Linked DNA regions of Sus scrofa: region 2 is linked to region 1. Evidence: chromatin contacts called from public HiChIP or PLAC-seq data. All regions are on one chromosome and are shown on one strand. The core of a region is the stretch at or near the end of the contact, and the rest is flanking DNA. Distances in the headings are between cores, read along the strand shown. Region 1 overlaps SASH1 (SAM and SH3 domain-containing protein 1). Region 2 overlaps SASH1 (SAM and SH3 domain-containing protein 1).

Region 1 (3,159 bases), core at 172-2,671:
TTATAATTTCAAGTCAGAGGCAAATGGGAGAGGTGATGCTCTAAACCCACAGAGCCAAGTCCAGGCTGGGTTTCAGGTCTTGGGTCAGGCACAGACAAGAGTCAGGACTGCCCTCGGCACAGTCTAAGGTGGCCTCTTGGGAAGCCTTTGTCATATTTCCCTCCAGACTCCTTAGCAGATGCTGTCTTGCCAGAATCAGGAAGTAGAGCTACATATGTCATGGGCATGTGTGAACCAGCTGGTTCCGAACTTAAATGTCACAAGGAAGTATTGGAATCACCAGTGACAGCACCAAAAATGGACTCTGTAAAATTTCCAGATCACTGTTGCGTCCTTAACTTCCCCAAAGCACCTAAAGACTGTGGGTAGAGAGGGGCCTCCGCACACCACTGTGGACACCTGGGCTAAATGTGAAAGCGTGATCTGCTTTTACAGAGGAGTCCGCTGTTGGGCTGCCCTGCCACCAGGCTGTGCCTCTCGTCTCTGCCCCATCACCTCATCCCTGGAAGTGGAGCATTGACTGTATCCGGAAGAGGTTGCGATTTTTACTTCTGCCAACATCAGCACCCTTGGCCTCCATTAGTTAGAGGTCCTGAGGAAGGAGCAGGAAACGCTCATGATATTCGCACACTGCTTCTGGTCTGGCCGGTATCTGCCAGACCCAGAGACCCTGCTCGTCAACTCCCTTGAAAGATCTGGGAATCTTATTGAGTGAATATGTTTGTGATGCAAGCAATGGAGTAACTTTGGACCGGATATAGGGTTTTGTTTTGTTTTGTTTTTTTTAATAAATTTTTTTGGAGTATAGTTGACTTACAATGTTGTGTTAATTTCAGGTGTTCAGCAAAGTGAATCAATTGGACAGGATATAGTTTTGAATGACTCTCCCTACCACCATCTCCTTGACATCTGAGTCAATCTTATGTTGTATTTCATAGTAGCCATTCTTTTCTCCTTTGTAACCATACTTCCCATCTGTCGGGAAAGTGAGAAACTTCTGGAATGTTAAAGCCCTCTTCCCAATCATCTTTCCCCCCTCTAGAGCAAGCCGCCCTCTCCCTTTATCTCTGACATTTAGCCACACACTGGCATCCCAGTCCCAGTTGGTATATTTAACGCCATCCCACTGTTCCAGGGCACTTGGTATTTTTTCCTTTTCACAATTCAATTGGCAGAGAGCTGCCGTGCTCCAAAGTTTCCTTATAATTAAAGGGACGCAGCCAGTCAGGATCACTACACCCAGAGTTTGACCTACTTCTTTTCTCACATCTGTTCACATAACACATGCAGAAAAGAACTCAATTTTCCTGCCAGCAAGTCCAAACCTTTCCACTGGGCTCTGGAAGTCTTGGCTGGATACCTGGCTCCAGGGAAGGCTTCAAGAGCTGGAATCCTTGAGACGAAATGGAACACTCCATGGGGCTGCTTGCGTGTCCAGGCCCTTAAATGCCCTTGCTGCTTCGAAGTAGGGCCTGCCTTGGTGGCGATGTCTGTCTTGGAGCACCCAGTTCCCTAACTTTTTGTGTTAGGCTTGTCAGATGGGGACCATTTGTCGTTGCCTTTAGAAGCTACGACCCTTTATGGCGTTTCCTCCCCCAGACTTCTCCCTCAGTGATTTAATTACTTAAATGGCATATGTACCAATTAAAAAAAAAAAAATCACTGTCAGCCACATGGCATTCATTGCATCCTGACTATAAAAAGCCAACCAGACTCAACAGGAGGGCCTTTCAGAAGGGGGAACAATTCTAATTCTTTAGCTTCTGAGGATTGCACTTGCAAACTGGGAAGGATAATTATCTTTAGAGGCTAAATATCCTTAAATATAGGAATAATGATGGGCTTAGAGTTTCCAAATGGTATTTTCTAGTAGGTCTGTTAAGGTTTTTGGTCTATGAAGATATTAGGGCGGGGGCGAGGAGAAAACACATCTGAAATCTTTTACCATTAAGCTTGTGTGAAACCGTACACTTGTTCAGTTTGGTTGTTTTCTTTTCTACGTACGTTTAGTTGAGTGGGAGCCAGGTTTATGGCGAGCGAGTGGGTGAGTGTGGGGGGCGGACCGCTGTGGTTGCCCTGAGGGCTAGCTAATTTTTTTGCAGGGCAGGGGGCTTCAAGACAAATCTGAGCTGTGAGAGAGTGCCAAGGTGTGATGACAGGAGACCGTGACCGTGTCTGTGTTGATTCCCTCCAGGCGGGGAGGAACAGGTGTTCGAGAATCCCCCGGTCCCCGACGAAAGGTCCGCCCTTTACTCCGGAGTGCACAAGAAGCCGTTTTTCTTTGATGCCTCTCCTGAGAAACCTCCGGAAGATGAAGCGGACTCTCTCACCCCTTCTCCATCATCCAGCAGCCTGGACACCTGGGGAGCTGGCCGGAAGCTGGTCAAGACCTTCAGCAGAGGAGAGAGCCGGGGGCTGATCAAGCCCCCCAAGAAGATGGGAACGTTCTTCTCCTACCCCGAAGAAGACAAGGCCCAGAAGGTGTCCCGCTCCCTCACCGAGGGGGAGATGAAGAAGGGCCTCGGGTCCCTGAGCCACGGGGTAAGTACCGATGGGGTTTGCTTCTATGACAGCCACCGTCGTCGGCACCACCTGCTGGTGTCCCTGGAGGAGGTTCAGAGCGTCCGGAAGCAGATCCGCTTGAAGAAGACGGACGCTAATTATTCCTGTTCCCGAGCTTTCCTCTGCCAGCGTCCCTCCAGAAAAGGCGTGACCAGCAGCACCTGTGACCTGCAGCTGCTCCGGCCGAAGCCCAAAGGGGGCGGAGGCTGCGGCGGCCCCGGCCGGAGGGGGCGCGGGCGCCCCGCGGTCAGCGAGTTCAATGTCACGTACGTGGTGGAGCGCAGCCTGTACAGCCACCTGAACCTGACCCAGCTAGTGCGTCCTGCCGCCGACAGGACCCTGAGCAAGGCTGAGAAGCAGGACCTGAGGCGGTGCTTGCTGGAGGAGGAGGAGGAAGCCAAGAGGAAGTGGGCCGCCACGGTGGACCGCTGTACTAAAAGGGTTCTCTTGAGAATCCACCAGAAGTCCGTGAGTCACAGAGAGACGGTCACGGGGACGGCCTTGTCATTTCTGTGAAGTGCCGTCAAGCATTATGGCCTTTCTTGCTGAGCCTGGCATCCTTCCCCCATCCCCGTGGTCCCCGCCCCACCATCATCG
Region 2 (3,159 bases), core at 450-2,949, 270 kb before region 1:
AACCAAGTCATTATGCCACCAGCTCTGTTCTTTTCCATTTCAGTTCTTTCCTGGGTCAAAGTGACACCTTGCTCATCAATCTGTCAGTAGAGATCAGCTCAAAAATGGTTAATAAAAAAGATTTTAGGGAGTTCCTGCTGGGGCACAAAGGGACAAGCCATATCTTGGGAGCGCTGGGATGCAGGTTCAAACCCAGGCCCAGCACCGTGGGTTAAGGATCCAGCATTGCTGCAGCTGTGGCTTAGGTCTTAACTGTGGCTCAGATCTGATCCCTGGCCCCAGAAACTCCATATATCATGGGGCAGCCAAAAAGAAAATTTAAATAAAATAAAATAATAAAATAAAATAATGACTTTAGGAGACGTTGTCATTCTGCAATAGTGCTTCTTTCGTCTCTCTTCTCCTTTATTCATTCTTCTGTCTCCCTCCTAAAAGGGAGTGACCTGACCTCCAGCCAACCTCACACTTGACCTTCAGGCATGACCCACGTGGGAGGCTGGGTGTAACGGTGAGAATGCGTTAGGATTATCTTCCTATCAGAAGGACCACATGCTGCTATGTTATCATTTATTTTAGGGGACACAAACACCCCCAAATTATTTAGCCATCAGGAGGCCCTGCAGAACTTCCGTCAGGACAGTCTCCCGGGACATTGACATGTGACAATGAGAGAGCCGGCTTGTCCCATATGTCATTCTTTCCCGTAGAAAGACAGAATTAAATCAGAGAAAGATCATTCAAAGTTGCTCAGCTCACGAATTCCTGTGTCTGAAATGAGGAGCATTTTGGTGCCTTGGTGTCTTGTTCTCCCCTGAACCAGCATCTCCCTGAGAAAGAGGCACACACGCATTGGCCCACAGTCTGGGGCAAACATTCTCCTAACACAGAGTCCATCACCGCTTGGCCTGAGGCTTGCAGGGCACGTTAGTTGCCTGGGTTAAGCGTAGGGTACATTCAAATCCTCACTGTTTTCATGGAATAATCGCTAATGAATATAATCGTGTCCCGATGTAATTTGTTTCATTTGCAAGTTGGCAGGAACAAAGAAGGCAGCTTTCTTTAGAAATGATTCGACCTTGGCTGTGAGGGTGAGGTCATTGTTTTACAATTAAGTCATTCCCCCCCTACAGTTACAATAATAGTGATGGATCCCAGAATCCTGTAGCTGGCTCTTTGGCAAAAGAATGAGATCAAATTTTCAGAGTTTGGGCTGCCTTCCCTGAGTTGAAGGAATAGTTTCCCACACCCGAGGCTGCTGGTGGGGAACGGCCCCCTCATACCACAGGCATGACTCTGTGTCAGGCCTCCGCGGCCAGGCCAGCTCAGGGTGCTCTCCAACTTGGGGCGGAAGCCTTTCCAACAGGATTAAGTGAAAGGCATTTTTAATTTCAGTCCCACGTGGGATTTGTGTCACCTGATCTACGTGAAGAGGGAGAAGAGATCTTCTTCAGAGGAAGAGAAAAAGCGTTAGCCAATGATTTTGTGCTTCCCATCAAAGAAAAAATAGCTTCTTTTTTTCACCGGGGTCAAGAGACGTTATCAGCTTCAGATGTCTAGCCATGGGACTGAATTTCCCATATCATTATTTTTGCCTGCAGAGTCATCCTCTTTTTTTTTAAGTAATGTTTTTATCTCTCTTCCTCTCTCACAAACAAAATATGTCATGGTCTCCACAGACCTATTTTTGGCAAACTCTAGAAAAAAAATCTGTAAAATACTTTCAGCCCATCATAGGGGAAAAATATCCACTGGAACTAACACCATAGATAATCAGTGAAATTCCGCGGCCCCATTAAAGATTGCTTCTATCTGTCGTTGGACTTATGATGAAAAAAACATTTGGAAGAGTCTGGAAGTGGGAATTGAGACTTGTGTCCTCATTCTGGCCACGTTGTTAACTAGTTGTCAGACTTCAGCTACAAGTCTTTGAATGTAGCTGAAGAGGTGATTAAATCCACACGATGACCCCTAACTGTCCAAATGCTTCTGAGTGCACGCGAGCGCACACACATACATAAAGTGCTAAAGTCACACATTGTGCCATTACACCTCCAGAATCTTCCTAAAAGACGAGCTCTGAGATGAAAACTGCTAAGCAAATGGCATCTCCTCCTGCTTTTAAAACTTGAGATTTATGGACACCTTGAACTGTATCTAAGACAGTCATCGGAATATGCCTGTTGTAAAGTCTCAGGATGCATATTTATATTCTCTTATAAATGTTTAAGCAGAGAAATTTGTTTTGGAGGGTATGAGTAAGGTTCTTGCTTTTATCATGGTGATGGTTTCACAGGTCTGTGTGTATGGCCAAATCCATCACACTGCGTATCGTAGATTTGTCCAGGTTGTTTGGTTTATCACTTATACCTCAATAAAGCACATACACATGCGAGTCCAAATGAAGTTAATTGTGGTATAAAGGTTGAAGTAGTGGTTCATTCCTCCCTTTCTTCAAATCGCTAGTCAGTGGTTCTGATGCAATTTGTTGACATGTCCGTCCTTCTGCATAGATTGAATGGCAGCATTAGATCGTGAACATTTCTATTTGTGTTTTATTAATTTCCAGAGACTCTATTCTGTTGTCTGTATTTTTTTTTTTTTTTTTGTCTTTTTACGGCCACACCTGTGGCACATGGAGGTTCCCAGGCTAGGGATCTAATCGGAGCTGTTGCTGCCAGCCTACACCAGAGCCACAGCAACGCGGGATCCGAGCCGCATCTGTGACCTACACCACAGCTCACAGCAATGCTGGATCCTTAACCCACTGAGTGAGGGCAGGGATCGAACCCGCAACCTCATGGTTCCTAGTCGGATTTGTTTCCACGACAGAACTCCTGTTGTCTATATTTACTTGATCATTCTTAGACAGACAATCTTGAACACCAGCTGGCTATCAGAGAAGGAATAAGCTGCAATATCGTACAGCTTCCCAAAGCAGTAAAGCTTCATGGTGCAGAGTGTAGGTTCTAGAGTCACAGGATCAGAGTTCAAGTGCCCCCCACCACCACTTGTTAGCTCTGTGACCTTGGGCAGTTGGCTTTACTTCTTCAAGCCTCCACCTTCTCATTTGTATATGGCATTATTTGCAGTATCTACCTTATAGGATTGTTGTAAGGACTCAAGGAGATAACACATTTATATTAATCAGCCCAGTAATTG

What was found. HiChIP or PLAC-seq counts read pairs in DNA pulled down with a chosen protein or histone mark.
Region 2: a contact with region 1 is called in an H3K27ac HiChIP or PLAC-seq map of skeletal muscle, with 4 times the contacts expected there. The contact joins two enhancer-like sites. A contact is called at or near these places in 3 of 47 Hi-C or Micro-C datasets (embryonic fibroblasts, epiblast stem cells and heart right ventricle) and 1 of 2 datasets of contacts at active chromatin or transcription factors (skeletal muscle).

Annotation. Positions count from the first base shown.
Region 1 is chr1:17,340,858-17,344,016 of Sscrofa11.1, reverse strand. SASH1 (SAM and SH3 domain-containing protein 1) reads left to right here. Exons shown (of 20, transcript XM_021072061.1): 10 at 2,195-3,030. Among named protein-coding and RNA genes, the nearest start is that of UST, 200 kb to the right of the region's middle. Within about 2 kb of position 1,421, at least 5 of the 83 cell types and tissues checked have an H3K27ac peak or open chromatin away from gene starts, as enhancers often do. A contact at or near this core is called in skeletal muscle, where this site is marked.
Region 2 is chr1:17,606,616-17,609,774 of Sscrofa11.1, reverse strand. The region is part of intron 1 of SASH1 (SAM and SH3 domain-containing protein 1); the gene reads left to right. Among named protein-coding and RNA genes, the nearest start is that of SASH1, 55 kb to the left of the region's middle. Within about 2 kb of position 1,699, at least 25 of the 83 cell types and tissues checked have an H3K27ac peak or open chromatin away from gene starts, as enhancers often do. A contact at or near this core is called in skeletal muscle, where this site is marked.